2 separate regions of the Canis lupus genome follow, and region 2 is linked to region 1. A link is a contact called in public Hi-C data. All regions are on one chromosome and are shown on one strand. The core of a region is the stretch at or near the end of the contact, and the rest is flanking DNA. Distances in the headings are between cores, read along the strand shown. Region 1 holds the start of CDKN2AIPNL (CDKN2AIP N-terminal-like protein). Region 2 overlaps JADE2 (E3 ubiquitin-protein ligase Jade-2).

The links. Hi-C and Micro-C count contacts between places; a contact is called where the count stands out from the background.
Region 2: a contact with region 1 is called in a Hi-C map of blood, with 2.4 times the contacts expected there. The contact joins the enhancer-like site here to the promoter of CDKN2AIPNL in region 1. A contact is called at or near these places in 3 of 9 Hi-C or Micro-C datasets (amygdala and blood).

Annotation. Positions count from the first base shown.
Region 1 is chr11:22,562,559-22,567,644 of UU_Cfam_GSD_1.0, forward strand. CDKN2AIPNL (CDKN2AIP N-terminal-like protein) reads right to left here and starts at 2,653. Exons shown (of 2, transcript XM_038552184.1): 1 at 2,367-2,653. The coding sequence starts at 2,605. The region is part of intron 2 of LOC102156670 (a long non-coding RNA gene); the gene reads left to right.
Region 2 is chr11:22,690,522-22,695,607 of UU_Cfam_GSD_1.0, forward strand. JADE2 (E3 ubiquitin-protein ligase Jade-2) reads left to right here. Exons shown (of 13, transcript XM_038552188.1): 10 at 1-69. Among named protein-coding and RNA genes, the nearest start is that of JADE2, 37 kb to the left of the region's middle. Within about 2 kb of position 2,595, at least 8 of the 20 cell types and tissues checked have an H3K27ac peak or open chromatin away from gene starts, as enhancers often do. A contact at or near this core is called in blood, where this site is marked.

The sequences.
Region 1 (5,086 bases), core at 1,403-3,902:
AAAAAAAAAAAAAATTAAGCAAAAAGCTCAAAACAATGTTCATAAAGGAAACTTAGAGGCTGAATTTATCTATTACTCCACTAACAATGTATAATTTAGTTATCTAGCTATGAAAAGGTTTATACCATTTACAGAGAAAGAAAAGTGAAAAGGCACCTAAGTGTCCACAGATAAATGAACGGATAAAGAAAATGTGCTGTTATACATATGTATATATAATGGAATACAACTTGGCAATGAAAGATCTTGATATTTACAACAACATGGGTGGGTCTAGAGTGCATTATGCTAAATGAAGACCAATGAAGACAAATACTGTATGATTTCACTTACATGTGGAATCTAAAAAATAAAAAAACAAAAAACACCCCAAATGAACAAACAAAACAAATTCATAGATACAGGAAACTGTTGATTACTAGATTGGGGGGGGCGGGGCACAGAGGTGAAGGAGATTAAGACCTACAAACTTCCAATCATAAAATAAATCAAGTCATGAGGAAATGATGTATAGCAGAGGATCCAGTCAGTAATACTGTAACAGCTTTGTATGGTGACAGATGGGTAACTAGACAATAAGTAGAGATTATTTTGTAATGTATAAAAACGCTATAATGTACATCTGAAATGAATAGAATATTGTATATCAATTATACTTCAGGAAATTTTTTTTTTAAATTTAATAAAAGGACTTAGATCCTTGAGCAGTAAACATATGCTCTAACACATCAACATAAAAGCAGAGGCCATTAACTCTATATCATTTCAAATGCACTTAGAAATCCTGTTTACCTTTTTCATTAATTCACTTCGGGTAGTAAACTGTGGCAGGTCTTCTACTTCAATCCCATCAGCCATTTCCATCACTTTGTCTAAAAGGTCTTTGTTGTAACTGCACAATAAAAAGTAGTTAGATAAAAACCTTGGAGGAGGGATGCCTGGGTGGCTCAGTGGTCGAGCATATGCCTTTGGCTCAGGGCATGATCTCGGAATTCCAGGATCGAGTCTCACATCGGGCTCCCTGCATGGAGCCTGCTTCTCCCTCTGCCTGTGTGTCTCTCCCTCTCTGTGTGTGTGTCTCTCATGAATAAATAAAATCTTTTTTAAAAAAAATCAAAAACCCTGGAGGAATTACTTGTCTCTGTGGGCTAACAAGAAATTGCAGCTATTCCAACTCTCAGAGTTCTGATGCGATACTACAGGGGAAATGGCCACATGTTCAGCAGCAGGTTGGAAACCGTTTTTCTGGCTTGTGGATTCAGAAGTGACTGTAGGAATGCCAATAGAGCAGGTGTTTCAAGATTTACAAAACAAAAAAGATCTGCAAAAATAGAGGCAACTATACATCTGGCAGTACATATTAGTGGATACGGTATGAAGGCCAAAATTTTTTATTTTTTAAACACGGAATTTTGGTCTAATGTAAACAACATCATTTCTTCATTTTGTCCAATTTCGGACACCTTCCTAATCTTGGAACCCATTAACTAGGATTTCCCAGGGGCACCCAGAAAAATAGAGAAAAAGCCTTTGGCACTGCTTCTCCAAATCCTGTTCTATTAATGCCAACATCTGACAACAAAACCAAGTGGCTAAGAGTTGGAGGGAGCACGTGATAGAGTCAGCCAGTCATAAGGGGCAGAGAAATCAGGACGAAGACAAATCATCTTACTGTCCTAACACAATTCCGGGACACTCAAACAGAAGATTGTGGGAGCCTCAAGATTTGACACCTTCATTTGAGGGGGCACTTTCAGAAACAGTACTTTGAAGGCATCTGTTATTTTCACAACAGGAAAAGCAGAGAGGCAAAGGCTGGCTCTTACTAAGAGTCCAGCAGACTGGGGAGTGGGGAGAAAAAGCCAAAGGCCACATATTACATGCTGCCATAAACGGTAAAATCCACAATCCTGCCAGAAGACCTCCTCTCTCAGCTTCTTCGTATGGACATGGAAGGAATCTCGGTTTCTGTCTCTGCACGTTTGCCACATGGGAGGAAGGAGCAAAGACACAATGGAGTTCACAAAGGTGATGTTTTAAGCTAAAAATACTACAAATAACTGGCATTTAGGTGCCCACCATAAATTGAGCTCTTGCTAAACAGCAGCCTGTACTAGGTGCCTTTTCTTTTTTTTTTTTTTTTTAACTCTTTAATATTGTAGCCATCACAACTCATTTTCCAAAGGCGGAAACTGAGGCTCGGAGAGGTTAATCGTCTTTCCAAAGAGCGCGCGGATCTGCCATCGGCCGGGCCGGTGCGGCTGGAGGCTGGGGGCGGGGTCAGCCCTGGGCAGCAGGCAGCCCTAGGGGAGGGCTGCGGGTCTGCAGGCGGAGGACGGGGTCAGCCCTCCCGCAGGGGTTCGCACCTGCAACCCAGGAAGAGGTGGTTGGCCCACACCATGGAGAGGGACAGCAGCTGGTCCAGGCGGCCTCCGCCATCGGGAGGGTCGCGGTAGTCGGGCAAGTGGCGCAGGATGAATTCCATGCGGGCCTTCCATTGCTTCTCGCTCTCCGAGTAGGAGCGGAACTGCTCGGCGAAGTCCGCAGCCTGCCGCACCCCCGAAACGAGCTCCTCTACCGCGGCGGCTGCCTCGCCACCCACCATGGCGCCCGCCGCCGCCGAGGGCCGCGCCCGCCCGCCGCCTTCCCGACTCGCACCGCGCCGCCTCCGCGCCGCTAGAGGGACCCCGGCGGCGCGCGACTGCTCCGGAGGACCGGCCTGGAGCGCCCTCCGCGGGACCGGCGGCCTCGCCGGCTCCTGCCCGCTCAGACCTCCCCAGCCTGCGGCGCCTGGCGTGCATCTTCTGCGGTAGAGGCAGGCCGGTTCTCAGTCGACCCTGCGGGGAACCGGTAGGGAAACTGAGGTCCCGCGGCGCAAAGACGGAGTGCCCCTCTCCCACGTGGCAGCTGGGTGCCAGCCAGAGTTGTGCGGTGTCCTTGCCCTGGTGGCTCCCCGGGCACCCGGCCCGCATACGGATGCCCTCAGCTCGGAGGGCTTAGCCGTGTAGCTTGCTTGCTCGGGGGTCTGCCTTTGATGAAGTCCCAGAGGTCTAACACCCTTTCAGGTGGTGGCCCGCCCCGCTGGAGCGAGCCATCCTTCCAACTGAATACCTGCCAGGCCTCTTTGCTAGATGCTGGGAATGCAAGAGAGCAAGCTCAGATCCCTACCCTAATGAACTTTGCTTCTACTGGGGGAGACAGTGAATTGCTTGAGTGAAGAACTTCAGCGTTGGCAGATGTTAGTAAGGGGAGGCCCAGAGTGTTGGCATGAATAAGCAAGGGACCTGATTCAGACTTGGGGATCAGGGAAATGATGCTGGGGGGTGGAGGGATGAACAAAAGTTAACCACGTAGGGGCACTGGGGTGGCTCAGTGGTTGAGCATCTGCCTTTGGCTCGGGTCGTGATCCCAGGGTTCTGGGATCGAGTGCTGCTTCGGGCTAGGAAGCTCTCCCTCTGCCTCTGTCTCTGCCTCTGTCTGTGTGTCTCTCATGAATAAATAAATTAAAAAAAAAAATAGAAGTTAACCACTAAAGAGACTTGGGCCATGGGAAGACACAGACTGGCCTAGGAAGAGAATGCCAGAATCTGTATGACAGGGTCCTAGAGTGGAGGACAGTGGAGGAGATGAGGCTGCAAAGATCAGCAAGGATACTAGGCCATGGTAGGGGCTGTAGTCTAGATCCTAAGAGGAATGGGAGCCTCTGAAGGACGTTAACCAGAGCAATGACACCTCTGTTTCCAAAAGATGTTGGAAAGAGTCAGAATAGATATGTTCACAAGAGATGAGCAGGTGAACTAGCATAATTCTGCTGCCTGTTCAAGGGTCAGGTAGCAGATCTATGGACTAAAGAGCTTACTTATAAATGGTGAATTTCCCATCCCTGGAAGCATTCAAGTACAATATTTGGGAAATCATTTGATCCCCCATTGAGAGATTGTTGAGAGATTAAAGTAAGAGGATGCCCATTCATCCCTCATCACTTGTGGGGCAAGATATAGAGCTGGAGGAGCAGCCCCGGTGGCTCCATGGTTTAGCACCTGCCTTCACGCCCAGGGCGTGATCCTGGAGACCTGGGATCGACTTCCCTGTTGGGCTCGATCCTCCAATGGATGGAGCCTGCTCCTCCCCTCTGCCTATCTCTCTGTGTCTCTCATGAATAAATAAATAAATATTTTTTAAAAAGTTATAGAGCTAGGCCTAGAGTCCACAATCCAGGGCTCCAGTGTAATATATTGTGAGTAGGGGTCAGGGGCAGAGCCAACTGTGCTGTCTGCTGCTTCTGCACCTCCTGATAGGATGTCAGGACCCCAGCAGGCAGAAACCCCATCCAAAATGGAAATACCAGGTGGTGTAATGAGGAGACTGTGCCTGCAGGCCCAGTACCAGGCTCAGCAAAGTCCCATTATGGTTAACAATAGGGAGGCATACCACTCTCACCCTGGCAAACAGGAAGAATGTGAACAGGACCTTGAAACCAAAGACAATCTTAGCTTCTCCACAGCAATCAGGAATAGGTGCCCACAGCTAGGGCTCTAAAAACTGAGTGCAGATCACATTCCCTAAGGGACTTGTTGAAATAGCAGATTCTCAAGCCTATCACTGGATGCTCAGAATCAAGGTTCCAGGTAACTGATTCCATCTGCCACTGACCAGACTTTGAAAAACATTGATTGGGACGCCTGAGCAGCTCAGTGGTTGAGCATCTGGCTTCGGCTCAGGGTGTCATCCCAGGGTCCTGGGATAGAGTCCTGCATCGGGCTCCCTAAGAGGAGCTTGCTTCTCCCTCTGCCTATGTCTCTGCCTCTCTCTCTGTGTCTCTCCTGAATAAATAAATAAAATCTTAAAAAAAAAAAAAATAAGAAAGAAAGAAAAAGAGGGCAGCCCTGGTGGCCCAGCGGTTTAGCACCGCCTTTGGCCCGGAGTGTGATCCTGGAGACCCAGGATCAAGTCCCACATCAGACTCCTTGCATGGAGCCTGCTTCTTCCTCTGCCGGTGTCTCTGCCTCTCTCTCTCTCTCTCTGTCTGTCATGAATAAATAAGTAAAATCTTAAAAAAAAAAAAAAAAAAAAAAAAAAAAAAAAG
Region 2 (5,086 bases), core at 1,345-3,844, 130 kb after region 1:
CAGCAGGAGCAGGACGTCCTGTACCGCCGCCTCAAGCTCTTCACACACCTGCGGCAGGACTTGGAGAGGGTGAGTGCCCTTACTGTCGTCTCGTCTGCAGGCCTTGCCTGATGGGCATCCTGGGAGGCCTTTCCGCCCCACGCACACTGCCCCCTAGCAGCCATGGCTCTCCAGGACTCAGATGGTATGCTCTGGCCAAGGAAGGGGCCGTGAGCCTACAGTTCTCTGACAGCGTGGGGGCTACAATAGGGAAGCATCTAGCCCTTAAGTCTCTGAGCCCCTCTTGTCCCAGTGCTTTTGTTAGGCCTGAAGGGTGGGGGTCCTGCTAGGGTCCTGAGGCTATAGGGCATCAGAGCTGGGGCACAACCCAGACTTCCGGCGTCTACTGCCCTCTGTCCCTGTCTGTGGCCTCTCTGGGCCATGCCTGTTCCCAACACATGTGCTAGACCAGGGCAGGAAAGACAGGTGTTAACGTAGGGCGTGAGGGCATACAGGTAGGCCAGAGACACAGTGGCCTGTATGGAGTAGAAGGATGAAGCTCAGTGGGTGGGCCAGAATGTATGTGGAAACTGCTGAATGTTTTAAGCAGGGACTGTCCCTCTGTAGCTGCAACTTCCAAACATTCCCCCTGGAGAGGGAATCAGGGGGCCTGCAGTGGATGGGTTGGCCCAATGGCCCCATCCCCTCAATACTAGGTGCTAGGAAACAGAGGGTCTTGGCTTGGTCCAAGGTGGTAGTTCAGGGTGCTGAGTGCTGTTCTGGCCTCTCCTCTTTGGGACGTTCAGTTCTAGGGTTCCAGAGCACATGGGGTCATGTCACAGTGTCTTCCACACATGGCACAGACACATGTGCCTCCCCTTCCCCCGGGCCTTATTAGGAAATAGCCCTGAGTGGAAACGTAGAGGGGCCTCTATGTGATTGGAGACAGCTGCCTATCTTAGGGTCATTTCTGTTGGCAAGTCTGTAAAATGGGTAGAACAGTTGGGCAGGTGTTGTGCTGTGTTGTGGGGAGGCGCTGAAACTGGACCTGGCTTGCCCGATCTCCTTTAGCCTACTCCTCTCCCCTGAGACCTGGTCAAGGGAAAACAACCCCACTGGCCTGGGAGGGAGCTTACTGCCTGCCAGCAGGGTCAAAAGGGGAAGGTGGAGAGTGGGGACAGCAGATGCCCTTTGCTCCAGCCAGGCCAGAGGGCAAGGCTGTCTACATTGCAGCCACCACTTCCTGGGCAGCCCAGCGTCCTGTCTCATGTGGCAGTGGCATCAGGTACATGAGGACATGGAGTACTTTCAGTGACCAGAGCTGCTACCAGAGTTGTCCTCAGGCCACCCCTGAGTCTGTACTCTCCGTGTCTCCAGCACAAACACCCTGCTTTTACTCCTGCTATTTCCCAAGTGACCCCTCAGGTCAGATCTCCCAGGAATCTATGCTCTTCGGCACATGGTCTGGTGCTGGCTAGGCAGTGTTGGGAGGCCAGGGTGCAGGGTGACTTATTTAATCATCATCCTAGGAAAATAGACAAAGTAGCTCCTCCTGGCCCTAATGAGCTGTTGAGAATACTAGGGCTTCAGAAGATGAATGACAGGAAACCTAAGAGGAATGTGTGTTTTCTAGAGTTTGACTTGAATTTGGACCTGAATGGGGTGGTGGGGTTTGTCATCAGGATAGTTGTTGGCCTAACCTCCTATTCTTTTTTTTTTAAGATTTGATTTATTTTTCACAAGAGACACACAGAGAGAGAGGCAGAGACACAGGCAAAGGGAGAAGCAGGCTCCATGCAGAGAGCCCACTGTGGGACTCAATCCTGCGACTCCGTGATCACACCCTGAACCAAAGGCAGACGCTCAACCACTGAGCCACCCAGGCATCCCCTTAACCTCCTATTCTGTACATTTCCTGTGCAAAAGCATCCCCTTATCAGCCTCCCAACCTCTCTACCTCATTGTCAGCTGGTACAGGTGTGGCCAGGGACCAAGGTCAAGGGCTAAGATGCCAGCAGGTTCCCAGGCAACCAGAGCTGCCATGCAGATTCCTCCAGTAGAGGGACAGAGCCCTCCAAAGTCAGGTGTGAACCAGCCTACTTTTCCTCCAGGAAGAGGAGGCAGGGCCAACTTTCCAGGGCGTTGGAGGGCCCTGTCAGCATGCTGCTTTTCCAGCAGCCCCCGAGCTGGACTGGCAGGCACCAGCTGAGAGCAAGGCGAGGGAGCGCGCAGCCCTGGCAGGCGGAGGAGAGGAAAGTTAGAGCACCATGCGTGCCAGCTTGCCCCCCTGCGAGTCTATCCTCAGGGCCTTTCACAGCCACGCGTTGGTGGCTTGTGTGAGTGAGCAGGGCTGAGAGCTCTGCCACAGGGGAGGCTTTCTGCAACGACCCATGACTGCTGGTGGCCCGGCCATGGCCCAGTGCCAGTGACCGAGAGGATCCAGCCTCTCACTGGGCACTAGGCCAGCTTGGGCTGAATCCATCAGGGAGGCAGGGTTGGAGTTGAGACTGAAGCCTTGGGCGGCCTGGGTTTGCATCCAGATCTAACGCTCCTCAGTGCAATGCGTTCTGAGTTTCACTTCTCACTCCTCTTGAGTTTCAGTTTCCTTTCTGTTAAATGGGAGTAATGAGGTAGCTGACCTTGGAGTCCCCGTGGAGGTGGAAGCACAGTGACCTCTGCTGTTAGCCATGGTTATTGTTGTCTGGTGCTGCCTGGATACGGGCTCCAGGGAGGACCAGAAGCACAGGCCCGTGCTAGGACCTGGGAATGAATCACAGGGCATCCTCCCCGATCCCTGTGTCGTCATCCCCCATCCCCCGAGGCCCAGCAGGGTTTTTGCTGAGAGAAGCAGAAGCCAGGGCCACACTGCTGCCACTTCAGCATGAAGTCCCATTTTATGGTCAGCTTAGAAGATGCTATTTCCTAAAATTTCAGCCGCAAACCTTGGCCCCGGCAGGCAGCTCAGGAAGGTATAGCCACTGCTGGCTCCCGGAGTTATTCGCAGCTGACACAAAAATTGCAGCTCTGATGAGCAGCCTGTCAACGCCAACTGGTGTCCCCTAGCAACCGTGCTGGCAGTTGGGGCTGCGCAGGGCTTGGTGCCCAAGGCTCTGGGTCTGGTTACCAGGAGTTTACTCGGGAGCATGACCTGGCTTGAGAGGGTGGGGATAGCGCTCAGAAACACAGCCCTCTCCCTGAAGATAGACCTGTGGATCTCCCCTAGGCCATGTGTCAGATAGTCCCACGGAGAAGACTCTGTCCTCCCACACACTTGCCACCCACCTGCTTCCTTGTCAGGTTGGCCATACCCTGTATCCTCTGTCTTCAGTGCCTGAATTGGCCTCCCACCGAAGCCAGCCTCATCCCCAGTAGCCTTGGCCTCCAGAGCTATGGCCCCCTCAACCCCTGTGTCTCCCATCTCTAGGTTGCTGCCAACCCATTAGGGCCTCCACCCCCACTGAAACCTGGCCCCACTTCCCCTGCTGCCTCGTCAGTCACCTGCAATCTCAAGTGCCCCTCCTCCCCCACTGCGTCCCGTCTCCCTCCTCGTTCCTCCCGCAGGCTCCCCGCACATGTGGCTGTGCTTGTGCCTATGTGAGGGCCACATACCTGGCGAGCCTCCCCTGGTAGCAATCCCGTGGTACTGGGCGGGCCAGCCCCACCGAGATTCCTGTCAGCCGGCCTTGTTCTGGGATGTCTGGGGCTCCCCAGCCTAATCCCTGTCTGCACCCCTGCTCCCCCTCGCTCAGGGCTCCCCCTTCTTAGCCCTCAACCTCGCTTCCTGTTCCTCGGACCAGATCCCTCCAACTTCTGGGCCGTCAAGCCTGTCAAGCCTGTCGAGCATCTCTATCAGTTCTCTGCCCTTTCTCCCCCTGCCCCCAGGACACACTGTGCCCATGGGAATATAAAACGCTCAGTCTCCAGGATTTGACTCTGTTTCACTTTCTCCCGTCTCCAAAAGCACATCCTCCCTCCCTGTTTCCTTCCAGTCATGGCGCTCTCCCACCCCCATCCCCAGCTCTCCTTTCCTCTGCCACTGCTCACTCTTCCTTGCTTCTTCCTGCTCTGGCCAGGCTCCTGCCACCACCTTGTTCCAGGATTATCTGCCAGGGTTACCAACAGCCTCCATCTCCCTACATCTGGTGGCCACTTCTCCATCTTCATCCTCTGGCCTTCTCAGCAGTGGTGGCCACCGTCAGACATGCCTTCGGTCTTAAAATACGTTTCTTATGGACACTCAGACCACACATCCTCCCTTAATACCCCAGCTCTCCTGCTCCCTCTGTGAATATTCCTTGGCCCTCGTGATTGTCAGTTCACCACACTTGGGCTGACCTCTCAGTGGTCTGCTCCATAGCTCTGCTCCGCATCCATCACTTCCCTTCTGAGCTCCAGCATCTCATGCCCAACACAACCACAGGCCCAGGCCTGCTCCCCCCACAGGCTCCCTGGTCTCCACAAATGCCTCAACACCAGGCAGTCTAGCCTAAGATAACTGGCCAGGAGCCCTCCTTGCTCTCCTCCCCTCTCCTCACCCACGTTCAAGTTCACTCTAAAATTTACTGATACCAAAGCAACTTCATCAAAATATAAAGCCTGCTTTCATGACCAATCCCTAGTTTGAGGCAACTTTGTTACTTGATTCATTCTTTCACTCTGATTTTTTTTTAAGAGAACTTTTTATGTTTATAATCAGAAAAAACAATAATGATAATGACAGTGTCAGGAACCTGATAGCCTGGGAAAGCTTTCTAAGGTAGTATCAGTACTTAGTCTCCACAAGCCATCACAGAAGAGGAATTCTACAACATTCAGTAACCTGTAACTCTGTTAACCAACGGTCTTGAGAGAAATCAGAGAATTGTGGATGATTCCAGGGTGAGATGGGAACAAGTGGGGTCACATCGTGGCCAGTGTATCAACCACAGTATGTTGGCATTGTTGGGATTCTCACAGAAAGAACCATTCCTATCTTCCATAGCAAGAGCCTCCAGACACTACTGATTGTGTCATGTACCTTACAAGGGAAAAAATTGAGCACTTACCTGCACTATATTGTATTTTTCATGTCTCATTCATCTATCACTGCATATTATGAAACAGACAT